Linked DNA regions of Sus scrofa: region 2 is linked to region 1. The links are chromatin contacts, called in public Hi-C maps. All regions are on one chromosome and are shown on one strand. The core of a region is the stretch at or near the end of the contact, and the rest is flanking DNA. Distances in the headings are between cores, read along the strand shown.

The links. A called contact is a pair of places that touch in the nucleus more often than the background predicts.
Region 2: a Hi-C map of liver shows a contact between it and region 1, with 5 times the contacts expected there. The contact joins the promoter of MLST8 here to the promoter of KCTD5 in region 1. A contact is called at or near these places in 1 of 5 promoter capture datasets (fetal skeletal muscle), 1 of 47 Hi-C or Micro-C datasets (liver) and 1 of 2 datasets of contacts at active chromatin or transcription factors (alveolar macrophages).

What each region holds. Positions count from the first base shown.
Region 1 is chr3:39,425,843-39,432,500 of Sscrofa11.1, forward strand. It overlaps KCTD5 (BTB/POZ domain-containing protein KCTD5), which reads right to left and starts at 3,766. Exons shown (of 6, transcript XM_013987853.2): 1 at 3,466-3,766. The coding sequence starts at 3,717. It overlaps PDPK1 (3-phosphoinositide-dependent protein kinase 1), which reads right to left. Exons shown (of 14, transcript XM_021086751.1): 14 at 4,086-6,658.
Region 2 is chr3:39,781,606-39,788,193 of Sscrofa11.1, forward strand. It overlaps MLST8 (target of rapamycin complex subunit LST8), which reads right to left and starts at 4,601. Exons shown (of 9, transcript XM_013987830.2): 1 at 4,380-4,601; 2 at 3,781-3,983; 3 at 3,565-3,616; 4 at 3,319-3,481; 5 at 2,697-2,772; 6 at 2,462-2,614; 7 at 1,807-1,931; 8 at 1,473-1,636; 9 at 1-1,339. The coding sequence starts at 3,909. The coding sequence ends at 1,221. BRICD5 (BRICHOS domain-containing protein 5) reads left to right here. Exons shown (of 5, transcript XM_013987834.2): 3 at 1-60; 4 at 134-235; 5 at 448-873. The coding sequence ends at 843.

The DNA.
Region 1 (6,658 bases), core at 2,516-5,015:
ATTCTCAGCCGATGACTGCTTCCTCCTGGCCACCGCGGAGGGCTGACGGCGGGGCCACCTGATCCCGGAGCAGCCTTCTCGTGAAAGCCAAGTCGCAGGACACTCCTGCTGGGGTCCGAGGGGCCTTCCTACCAGGGCCTTGTGAAGAGGGGAAGGCAGCACCCACTGAGCCGGCACTACCCGCGCGGGTCCGAACAGGTGGTGACGGCCGAGAACCCAAGTGCAGGAGGAAAGGCGCCCACGTGCTGGGACCCCACCCCGGCCTCAGCCAGGACGCAGCCGACCGGCCTGACTTAGCCCCACAGAACATAAGCTGCCATTTCACTCTAAGTAATCCCCCACTTCTCCTGCCGAGCGGCTTAAAAGATAGTCCCCCGCCCCTTTCACTCTCACTAATCCTGAAACACGAGCCGACACCAAGCCGAGCAGACGCCAAGCACATGGGGCGAGCAGCGCAGAGGGCTGCAGGGGACAGGGATGGGACAGAAGCACCTTGATGGCCCCGCTGCTCAGAGACCCGCCTGGGGCCACAGCCTCTGGCCCCTGAATTCAGGACAACCGCCTGTCAAGAGGGTAAAAGCTCCTGGAAACGCAGCTTTCTCCAGGCCTGGCCGAGCCCCGGAGACCGCAGCCCCCGCCCCCTTTAACCTGAGGGGTTTCCAGCCCCCAAGCAGTAGTATTTCCTGTTTGCCCTTAATGTCCAAAGCCTCTCCACACTGAAGCAGGCACGGATTCAGCTCTGAACACACGCTGCCCTGTCTTCAGCAACGCCCGGGGCCAGGCGCTGCAGATACAAAGAGACAGACGTGGCCCAGGTGTTTACCGAGCACTTCCGGGAAGCAGCCCGACACCTGGCTTGCCCCCCCCGGGGGGGGGTGCTGGGAGAGAGGAGCAACCCAGGATGGCCGAGGAACAGATGCCAAAGTGAATAATGCAGACGCAGCCCTGCCGGGGGAAGCACCCGGGAAGAAGTGAGAATTCACACTCTTCACACTCGGACTAGCCCTAACGAGGGGGTCAGGGCAGCAACGGGCCCAGAGTCAGGACTTGAGACGAGAGGGCAAGGGTCGAGAGGCTTGGGGCTTGGCGGCCAGTGGGTCCCAGGTGCAGCCCAGCTCTGCACCTCCGCCCCCAGCAACCTGTCTGCGGGCTCTTCAAGGAAGCGCTCCTTCAGATAAATGTCCTGGGACCACCTCTCCTACACGGCTGCACGGCTGAGCTCCCCAGCAGACATTCTGCCCGGCAAGAGCAAGCTGCAGCCACACTCCCAGGGAACTCCCAACCCGGCAGGTTGCCGAGAGACTCCAGGGCTTCCGTTTCTTGGAACTCCTCCCCCTCAGATCCAACCCAACCCCTCACCCAAGCACTCGGCTGCAAGCCCAGGTGCTCAACCCTGAGTCAAAGGCCCAGCAGAAAATCTTCCACCAGGCCCTCCAGCCCCAGCATACCTGCCAGGTATGCGTTCATTAACCTTAACTACGAGGTCAGGGCCTGGACATTTTCCTCCGTGAATCAACATCCTGTTTCTCTTCCAGTCGCTTAATTACTAGTGTCCCACCCGTCCAAACACCCCTTCCCCTCCTCCACCCTCGTCCAGATTCCTCACTCAGGGTTTAATTATCGACAAGTGAATCTCTGGGACATTCTCTCATCAGAAACGAAGGGGGTAAAACCTAAGAAGGGGTCCCTTACACATTCGCTCATGGGTTGATGACCATGACTAATGGGAATTAGCCTTACGCCTTCCGGAAAATGCGCATCTGTGGCTAAAGCTAAAAACTTATCTTCCAGCAACTATTCTGAGACAGATGCTGTATCTGCTGCACTACCTTCACATTGTGAAGTGTGATTTCATAATGTGTAAATCAAATGTAGTTAAGTGGATGATGATGAAAGGGAGCAACTATAATATCGATATATTCTGAGATTAACTAATTACTTGCCCCAAAGGACTCCTATACAGTACATGATAATTGTTTTTAAATAGTCTCGAGACAGTAAAATAAAGAGATGAATTGCCTGAACTGTGCAAACTCTGAATCCGTCTAGTGCATTGACAGCCAGTGCCTCAAAACAACCCCGTGAACAAGAGCAATGTAAAATCGGACTCCATATGCACAACTGGAAAACGCTCAAGTAGAAATGCAAGGGAATGACCACTAAGACCCACTGTTTAAAAAGAAAAACAGAACAGTAAAACATACAGCCACGCTATAAAAGGAAAATCACAGCTAACAAAAGCCTGTTTCTATCCTGGAGATGCCTGTCATTTTCTGGGAGGCCAGTTCTCCGAGAGCGGAGCTTGGTCAAACGATCAGTGGACACAGCTGAGGCTTGGGGGAGGTGCGGGTGGGCGGCAGGAGCGCTGGCATCTCAACCCTAGTTCTACCCAGGACTGGTGGTTCTGTGGTCACTCGAGGTCTCATTTCCCGATCCTAAGGTCAGGCCACTCTGAGGATGATCTCGGTCGGGCTTCTGGATCTGGACAAGGGATCACACTCTTTCTGGGAAGCCTATGCCTGGCAAATGCTGGGCTGGCAAGGCACAAGGCCAAGGGCAATTACGTAGGCCCAAGCCAAAGGCAGGAAAGTTAGGATAAGGCCTGTGAACCGCCTAGGATACGTACAGGGAATAACTCTTCTTCCAGCACAGCCTTTTTTTGAGTTTCGATGCCATACAGCTGCCGAGACAATTCTTTAAGTAATAATCGAAACAGCTTCTATTATCACCTGCACAACAGTCTGATGAAACACAAGCAGCAAACCAACCTAGAAACTCCTATCCTTTTGAGAGAGCAGCAGGAAAACTAGGTTAATGAGAAAGTAGATTGAAAAAGATTTCCTATCTGGCCCTTCCTTGACACCCCTGAGCCACGCCTCAATATGAGCCACATTCCCTTCGAAAATCACTCTATGGACGGCACTTTTTGAGACTGTTGTGTGGGTGCGTGTTGTGGCTGAAAACGATGGAGCGCCAACTCCCTAAATGCAAGTCACTGAGAAAGGCAGGCCACTAGTATCAAACCCCACGCTAACGTTAAGTAAAACGTCTGGAATGTGAGAAAATGAGGGGAACATGGGGATTCGGGATTCCAGAGCCAGTCAGTACACCGGGACGGAGAAGAGAAGGTGCTCCCGGCGGGGGCAAAAGAACCTAGGAGAGAAAAGAAAGTAGATCCCAGCAGAGTCCGGGGTCTGGGAAACCTCCTCCGCGGAAGAGCAGAGGAGGGCGAGACAGACACCCCGAGGGGGAGTGGCTGGGGCTCTCGGAGGGCGGTGGGAGCCAGGGCGCCATCCTGTTCATCCTCGGCCCAGGACAGGGAGTCGGGGGCTCCGGTCGGGCTGGTGAGCAGGGGGCAGCGAGACCCGGAGCCGGGGCGGTTCTCTCAGAGTGGGTCAGGGGGTGTGTGTGGGGCCGCCGACGGGGGCGGCCCGAATCCTCCTGGCTGGCCCGCGCGGCCCTCACCTTGTCCGAGTCCAGGTCGGGGTCGGCCTGGCACAAACGGTACAGGAAGGATTTCGGATCCCGGCACAGCGTCTGCCGAGTGGTGAGGAAGTAGGTGCCGCCGACGTTGAGCCGGACCCATTTGGACACGTTGCCGGGGCGCTGGGCCAAGGTGCCGAGCCCCGCGCTGCAGCGGCGGCACAGGCTGCCCCCCAGCCCCGCCCCGAGGCCGCCCGGGGCCGGCGGCAGCAGCTCGCAGTGACTCTCCGCCATGATCCCAGCAAGCCCGGCCACAGCTCCCCTCTGCCGGAAGCGTCCGGCCTTTAATACAGTCCTCCGGGCTCTGTCCCGCCCACGGGTCCGCCCTCGTAAGGCGCCCACCCCGGCGTCACGCGGGAGGCGGAAGTTCCGGTCCGGAAAAGCGGCCGGCCGTGCCCCCTTCCGGCCAAGTCCGGCGCGGCGTGGTCCGGCATCGCCCTTGTGGGCAGGCGGCGGTGGAGCCCGGCGTCGCGCTTGAGAGGGGCTGGCCGGTCTTCGCCGGGCGCGCGCTGTGCCCGAACACCCTGTTCCTGGCCCCGAATTCAGGTCGCCCTGCGACGCCCGACCCGCGCCCCGGCCAAAGAAAGCTACATCAGTGAGCGTCTACATTCTACATGCTTTTTTATTACAAGGCTACCGAGCATACGTGGAAAATTCATCATCCGGTAACTACACCTAAAGCACAAATATTTGAAAAAAAAGAATAAACAGATTCATTAAATTATGATATGATTAAATCATCGACCAAATAGAAAATTTATATAATAAAGCCAGAAAAAAAGTTGTAAAATATAGTTTACAATAATTATTCACATTCAAGGCTGTACATCAATACATACAACAACGTGGCCCGAACATGAATTCAACCCAAATAATTCATATATTAGATTTTAAATAACACAGACTGAACTAGAGGCCAACAATAGCCAGCAAATAACCTTATATAAGAATAAAAATACAAAAGTGTATATCCTAATATCATTGCATTATTTGTTTCCGTAAGTTTTTTTTTTTTTTAATATTTGCTTTGCCTGTACATCACAGTTACAGCTACAGACCAGGTAGAGAATATTACACATGTTCTGACTGCCACCAACCTGAAAGACAGCTAGCATACTACTGATTCATCCTATTTTGTGTTGTTAATAGCTACAGCAGCTCTAAATATTGCGAAACTTTGATTTTGTCAGTGTCCAATCAAACGTAGGATCATGGCAGAGGCTTTTCACCAGCAAAATGGCCCCTACTTATAGTCAGGCAGCCAGAAGGGTTAGACGAGGGTGGACCCCACAGCTAAAAAAGGTGCGCCTTTTGTAAAAAGTTCTCTGTACATAAAGTTTGGTCGTTCTTCATACTGAAGAAATGAGTTCTGGGTAAATTCTGGTACACATGAGGCCTGTTTAGTTGCCCACCATGGCTGTCTGAACTACAGGTAAAACTGCCCTTTGCCGGAAGAGCTTCCTCCCCAGACCAGTTCTCCACAGGCAGCCTAATTTACAACCCTGCACTCTTGGGCCAGCAGCCTGCACCCTCAGAGGCTCTGGGAGTGACACCTGCCCTGATTTAAGGCACTTGCCATGGAGTCTGCCTAAGGGGCAAGGGCCACACCCACCTGAGTCACCATCAGTTCATGTTAAGTTTGGATATGAAAAGAAACAGTATGGCAAACCGCATATATACAGCACTATCTCCAAGAATAGTACCTGCACACACTCTCCATGCTCTCCCAGTGGCTGCTGCCTCTGCCTCAGTCTGTGGACTGTCCCCGGGAGAAGGGAATTTGGGGTGTCAGAGGAAGGTAGGAGACCTAATTCCACACAATCCAGCCGGCGTCTCTGGCATAGTCAAGTGGCACTAAGCGTGGCACCTCGAAAAATCTCATGCATGTTTCCCCTCAGAATTGACAGACCCCAAACTAAACAGGAGAAAGGAAGAAAACCCAATTTGGGGGGTCTGGACTTTAAAGACAACTAGACGACCTGCAACACTGGGGCCGGGGCCGGGGGCGGGGGGACAGGGGAGGAAAACCCTTAAGTCCTTCTCAGCCGGGTCCATCATGTTCTACCATGAAGAGGCCTGGCCAGGGTGCTCTGCTGAGCCGCTGGGCCTTGGACGCTCCGAGTCCTACGATGGGAAGAACAAGGGGGCAAACACTCTTCTGTAAAATCCAATTGTCTACATGGTTTCTTCTTCAAGTAGAGCCTTTGCTCTTTGATTCCAAATGGCCTGATGTACTGAGTCTATAAGCTTAATTACAAATCATCCACTAAGTATGTGGCAAGGTCAGTTCAACACTTTTTATCTCTGCTGACTGTGCAGATGCAAATTCAGTACCATTGTGGACACAAAGTACAAGATTCTGTAAATATCACCAAGCACTTGAAAGCTGTAGAAGCAGGGATGGGAAGTTAACATGCAAGCAAAACCAGGTTCTTTCAATGAAAATAAGGAATTGGCTTTTGGAAAAACATGTCACTAATGGCCAGCGGTAATGACATTACTTTAGCATTAAAAAAAAAAAAAAAAGCAGTCTTATTCAAACATTTTTGGGAACACACGGCTTGCCAGAAATTGATTTGTTCAGTATCTACAGGACACAACTAAGGAAGTTCTGTACGGGAACTCTGAGCATCTAGGCAACAGATCCTGACAGAGGAGGAGACTATACTGACTGTAAAATGAACAAACTCTTTAACCCAAAAATACCACTTCTAGGAATCTGAGGCGGGGGGGGGGAGATCAGAGTCAACAATCGAAAGATTTATAAGGATATTCATCACAGCATTATTTAAATAGTGAAAAACCAGAAATAATCTAAATGTGTTCTAGCAGTGAAATGGTCAGATAAATTATGATAAAAAATATTAACCATTAAACTCTAAAATCATTAGAAACAAGGTTTTTGAATCATTTTGTTCATGACATGACAGGAAGATAAATACCAAGTGAAAAAAAGCTGGATGCCAAACGGTGTATGTTTCATGTTCCCACTTCAGGTGCAGAAGCAAACACGTGTGCTGCGGGGAGGCGGGCGGCAGGCTACACTCGGTATGCTCACAGTGGTCTCTCCTGGGTGCTGAGCCTACAGTTGATTTTTTTTAGGAGACACATGTTTTCAGAAAGTACAAAGTCACCCAGAGCCCCCTGCGCTGGCACCCTGTCCTAAGGAGTCTGT
Region 2 (6,588 bases), core at 3,351-5,850, 360 kb after region 1:
ATCACAGTGACCCCGGCTGAGAGCAACCACAGCTGGACAGTGCTGCTGGACGGGCAGAGCGTGAGTGGGCTGGGGGGAGTGGGGGTCACCGCCTGGGGAGGTCCTGGCCCCGCCTCACCGTCCACCTCCCCAGGGTTGTGTCTGTTACCGCCCCTCGGAGCCCCGGGCCTGCTTCCTCCACCTGATGGAACCCCGCGATCGCGAGGCCCTGCAGCTGCTGGTGAATTCCTCCCAGGTAAGGCGCCTTGGGTCAGGGGCCAGACAAAGGGTCCTGTGTACAGCCGGGGCCTGGGGTGTCTGGGGCTCCAGTTTCAGGGGAACAGAAGCTCTGTCTTCCCTGGTTGAGGCTGCTGACAAGAACTGGGGCAGGGCTGGCACGCCGCCAGCACATCCAGGGAGGCACGGGTCCTACTCAGCCGGGGGCAGCGCACGTGTCCCTCTCTGCAGCCCCACTGGCCTCGCAGCCCCGGCCGGGACACCCGCTACACCCAGGAGCTGCTGGCAGTGCTTGGGAACCATGAGGTGGACCCTGCCCAGGTGGGGGCTCCCGTGCAGCGCCTTTGTGCAGAGACCCCCATTTACTGGGCTCGACGAGCAGAGGGTGAGTGGGGCAGGCTGCAAGGAGAGGCCCAGGCTCCGCGGGAGGGGCCGGGGGGAGGAGGCCCTGGGGTTCATGGAGGCCCCTCCCCCCAGGGCCCCGGAGGCAGCGGCTCCTCTACCTGTGCATTGACATCTGCTTCCCGAGCAGCATCTGCGTGTCAGTCTGCTTTTATTACCTCCCGGACTAAGCGCCTGGCTGGCCCTGTCACCAGTCCCAGACAGGGCGACCACCGGCAGCACTAATAAACCACTCCAGCAGCCATGATGGTGTTGTCTGCGGCCTCAGGGGACAAGTGAGGGGCAAGGAAGGAAAGGGGGAGGCGCTGGTTTGGGGACGGGCAGGCGCCTCCGATCCCTCTCCGGAGCTCTAGGCCTTGTGGGTCCGGAATTTCCGAAGGGAACGCCGGTGGCTGGGGTGGGTCTCCTGAGCCCGGGCACATCCGGAGAGGCAGCCGGGGCTGGAGGGTCCCAGGGCGGACCGATTGGGCCCGGCGGGTCTGGCCGAGGGGGCCGGGGCAGGTCAGTCAGGTCCAGCTGGCCTAGGCTGACCTGGGCAGCTGGACGGACACATCCTGCGGGTGCCATCGGGGCGGCCGCCCACAATCCCAAGGGCACACAGGCTAGCCCAGCACACTGTCGTTGAAGGCCAGACAGACGACAGCTTTCTGGTGGCCGCCGTACTCTCTCTTGATCTCGCCCGTCTCCACGCACCAGAGCCGGGCCAGGTTATCAGAGGAAGCTGCAGGCAGGGAGAGCACGTCAGTGGCTCAGGGGGCGGCCCTGGCCAGGCCACGCCACAGGCCAGCTCCTGGGCAGCCGGGGGGCCGTGGCCGGGCCAGCGGGGACCGGGAGGCAGGGCGGGCGGGGCTCACCAGTGACGATGTACTGGGAGTCCCCCGAGAAGGCGCAGCCCCACATCCAGCCTCGGGAGGACTCTCCGGGGTTGCTGCTCTTGATGCTCAGTTCCGTCATCAGGGAGAAGTTGGACGTCCTCCAGATCTTGCACGTCTGGTCAGCCGAGCAGGTGGCAAGGAGCCTGGGGGCAAGTGTGAGTGTGGCAGGGGTGTCATCAACAGCCCCTCCATCCCGCACCCCCTTGCCATCCACCAGGTAGGCCCCAAGGCATTAGCCCCTCCCCGCCCCAGACACGCCCCCTCCTCCCCGCAGCCAGGTGAGGGCTCCCGGCACCCCAGGCCCTGCACACACGTGGAGTCTGGGCTGAAGCGGCACTGCAGGGCGTAGCGGGTGTGGGCTGGGATTTTGGTCTTGGGGATGAGCTGTGTCACCTCGTCGCCAATGCCCCCGGTCAGATTCCAGACAAAGCAGTTCCCCTGCGGAGTAAGTGGGAAGTGCTGGGAGCCCCGGAGCCTCTGGGCTGACACATGGGGAGGGACGTCATGGCAGTGAGACCCACATCCAGGGCTGCCAGCCAACACTGTGGCTGTGCGCAGGGATCGGGGGGCCAGGGACATGTGACAGGCACATCTGGTCCTGCCTGCAAGGAGCACCTGGGAGATCAGGCCACAGCCAAGTGCTACGCCTGATGGGCTGCAAGCAGAAGGCCACGCCTGGCTTTCCCGAAGGGTGCTGCTGGCCTACAGGAGTGAGGAGAACAAGATGGGAGGAGGGGGGCGTCCCCATGGTGGCTCAGTGGCAACGAGTCTGACTAGGACCCATGAGGACTCAGGTTCGATCCCTGAAAAGTGACGCCCAGGTTTCTGGCTTTGGTGACTGGGCCAGAGCTGGAGCCCAGGATGGCGGAGAGGAAGGGGCCAGAGGGACACCTGGGGAAGAAGCCCCCCTGTGGAGAACACAGGAGATAAAGGCTGGGTACGAGCCACCCACCTTCCCCAGGACTCACAGTGCTGTTGACTGCCGCCATGTAGCTGGCGTCGGGGTCGATGTGGGCAGACGTGATGGAGACCTCGGGCTCCGGGATCAGCTGCTCGTTGTGGTCAGTTTTCAGGTCCCAGATGTGGATGGCGCCGCTCTGGTCACCCACGATGAGCTCCGCCTGAGGGGCAGGGGAGGTGAGGCAGGGCAGGACCCCTGCCCACCAAAGCCCCAGGGTGCCCAGCCCTGTGTGTGCCCCTCACCTGGTTGGGGTGCAAGCACACGCAGTTAATGGGCGCGTTCACCTGGAAGATCCGCTGACACTGCAGGTTCCGGGACCTTCAACGTGGGGACACGCTCCGTCTGTGGCAGACGCTATTGCCCCCCCCCCACACGCCCCTTCCCTGGCCGCTCATCCTCATCCTTCTGTGATGGGCGCTGTCTTACAGGAAATACGCGGGAGGCTTGTCCCCACCCCCATGAGGGGTAGCCTGAAGCCAGTGACAGACTCAGAAGGGGCATGAAGGGTGGCCTCTTGCCTCGAGGCGGGACTGCTCTCTTATCATTATTATTTGCTGTTTTTTGGACACACCCTCAGTACATGGACGTTCCCCGGCCAGGGATCAAACCCACAGCACAGCAGTGACACCCCCAACCTGCCAAGCCACCAGGAGCTCTGGGACTTCCTCTTTGAAGCAGGTGGTTTCAGAGGGCCCTGTGGGATCAGGCTAAGGCTACACCCATCTTTGTGTGCCTTCATCCTGCCTTCCGCACCTGCCCTCTAGAAACCACTGCACCGAAAACTCTGTCTCAGCTCTCACCTGGAGTGAACCTGACCTGAGACAGTCTCTAGCCTGGCCCCTCCTCCCACCCAGTGCCCCGCACCTGAGGTCCCAGATCCGGGCCGTGCAGTCCTCGCCACCAGTGTACATCCAGCGGCCATCCTCATGGAAGCCCACAGACGCGATGTTCTTGTTGACCCCATCGTAGCTGATGATGGGGTTGGGATTATTGGAGTTGAGATCATACATGCGAATGTGCTGGTAACCTGGGGGCACAGTTCAAGCTCAAGTCTGGCTGGGCCTAGATGGACCTATGGGAAATCAGGGCCCGGAGTGGAGGAGAAGGTACCTGCAGCAGCAATCATGCTACGGTCGGGTGTGATCTCCAGTGCGTTCACCTGCTGGGCCTGTTAAGGACAAGGAACAGGGCCCCAGGGCCAGGGGCCCCCAATGCTTCCGGCATCCAGCTCGGCTATCCCATCCTTCCCACTGGAGGCCTTTGCTCAGGCTGTTACCCCACCAGGCATCCTGCCCAGCACCATCCCACAGCCCCAGGGGAGGATACGGAGTCCTGGTGCTGTACGGTTCGGGTACAGATCCCGCTGTGGGCCTGCCAGAACCGCACTGTGTGGTCATAGCCTGCAGTGGCCAAGATGACAGGGTCACTGCCCACCGTGCCTGGAGACGTGTTCATGGTGTGGCTGCTTGAAAGACTCGGACCTACACAGGGCCCTAGGTCTGACCGGCAGGGGTCAAAGATCAGAGCATCTGGAGAAGAAAGAGTTCAGTATTTAGAGAATACCCTCTATGTCCTTAATAGGTGACAACAGATCACTGAGTGCTGGAAAATAAAATCATTCCCATTTTAAGTATGGGGAAACCGAGGCTCAGAGAGATTCAGGGACACGCGTGACAACCATCCGGGGACAGCTCCGTGCTCCAAGGCGCGCGCTCCGTTCCCGGTCCCACGAACGCGGACGGAACGCCACCCCACCCGCGACCGGCAGGGGGCAGTCACGTCCGGGGCGCCGCTCTGCCGCAGGGGCGGGCCGCGCGTGCGCAGCAGGGCCCCGGACGGGCCGGAGGGGAAAAAGCCGGAACGCTGCGGCCGCGCATGCGTAGCAAGGCCGGCGGCTGACCCTGATGGAAGGGGGCGCTACCTGCCTGGACCCGCGAGCCCCCGGTGCTCCGCCGACCGTCTTGACTCCGTCCCGCTAAGGCAGCTTCCCCCGGGCGCACTCTCCCGGCCACTGGAAGCCGCCTTCGAGCTCTCGTTCCGCGGCCTCCGTACCTTACACGCGGCTCTGCGCTCCGCCGAGGTCCAGGACGGTGAGCGGAGCCGGAACGAGTCGATAGAGGCGTAGGCCGAGTGTAGAGCTATCGATGAGCCATTACGGCGACACCAAGGGACCTACGGGGTGGGGGCGGGGGGACGAGACCGAAGTTCTGGGGCACGGGGTCCCTGCTGTCTGGGAAGAACCTGTACAGGCCTCTGTGCTCCCAGGCGGCGCGGCGGGACGAAAGCAGCGACCCCAGCCTCCTGCCCCTCCGGCACCCCACCCTTCTCAAACCCTTTCTCCAGGTCCGTGTCGCGCCACCCCCTCCCTCCCACGCATCCCCTGCTCCCCACGCGGGGTTGGGGTTCCCAGGTAATTTGTGGGACACCCTGTTGCATTTGAATTCAGATAAGCAACACATTTTGTGTATTTTTAAAGTACTAATATATCCCAAATATTGTATGAGTTAGACTAGTAAGTTCCTCGTTGTCTAGGTGAAATTCTCATGGAACGAGATGTCCTGTGGTTTTATTTGCTAGATCAGGCCACCCTGGTCTGGTCCCTTTCAGACCTGTCCAGCCCCTCACTAATCCTAGTGCCCTCTCCAAAACGGGGGTCCCTCAAGCCTCCTTTTCCATCCAGGCCTCCCAGGCTCTACCCACGTGGTTTCACCCTCTTTCACAGGAAAATAGAATCCTTGAGACAGGCTCTCCCACACTTTCTTCCTCCCAGGCGCCCACATGCAGCTGCACCCCTCCCTTCCTCTGGCCCCTTGACCAAGCCAGTGTCCCTGCCCAAGCATCCAGGCCCTGGGTCACAGGAACCTTCCTTCCTGTACCTTCACCCCCTCCCGTCTTTGCTTCCCCTCAGCCTTTCAACAGCACAAGACAACCCAAAACACTCCTTCCAGCCTGGACTCTTTCCAAAAGCCATCCTTCCTTCACACTCCTTGGAGTTCTCTGGTGGCCTAACGGTTAAGGATCTGGCATCATTACTGCTGTAGTGCAGGGTTCCATTCCTGGCCCGAGAACTTTCACAGACCACAGGTGCAGGCGAACACCACCACCACCAAAGAGCTGTCATGGAGTTCCCGTCCTGGCTCAGCGGTTAGCGAACCTGAGTAGCATCCATGAAGACAAGGGTTCGATCCCTGGCCTTGCTCAGTGGGTTAAGGATCCAGCATTGCCGTGAGCTGTGGTGTAGGTCGAAGATGCAGCTCAGATCCTGTCTTGCTGTGGCTCTGGCATAGGCTGGTGGCTACAGTTCCGATTGGACCCCTACCCTGGGAACCTCCCTATGCCACAAGTGTGCCCCTAAAGGACAAAAAGACCCCAAAATTTAAAAAAAAAAAACACATTAAAAAAAAAAAAAAGAGCTGTCCTGACTTCACATTCCGTGACCCGCTGTCATGTCTCTTACTCCCAGCTCACCAATGAAAATTTCACAAGGTCCCTGGCCATCTCACACTGCTAGACCCAATAGATACTTTTCCTTCTGCACCTCATCACGTCTGTCTGCATAGTGGCTGACAGCACTGCTCCTGAAAAGCTCCCGTTATCATCTCCTGGCTCTTACCCAGCCCTCAGTCTCTTCCTCTGCCTTCCCCTAAAGGCTGGTAGCCTCCAGGGTTCCTGTCTCCACACTGGCCCTCGGGGTTCTTGGCCGCTCTCTGGGGCTTTCAGCAGCATCCCCCCTCCGGGGCCTCTCCACCTGTCTCCAGCTCACATCCAGCTCCCGCCTTAGTGTTGTCTGTCACAACCCCCACGGACACCTCCACTGCCCATGGCCAAGACCATCCGTGAGGGACCTACCCCGCAGGCTTCCCCTTCAGTATGCGGTGCCTGTGTGATAGTGCGGGGAGACCACTTGGCCACCATCCTTCTCCCAGGACAGCCTCCCCATGTCCACTCCTGCCCCCTCTAGGCTGGCCTTCACATTACAGAGTGATCTTCCAAAATTCTAAGTCTGACGCAGCAGAAAAGAATCCGAGGACGACGAGGAACCATGAGGTTGCGGGTTCGATCCCAGGCCTCGCTCAGTGGGTTAAGGATCCAGCATTGCTGTGAGCTGTGGTGTAGGCCGCAGACAAGTCTTGG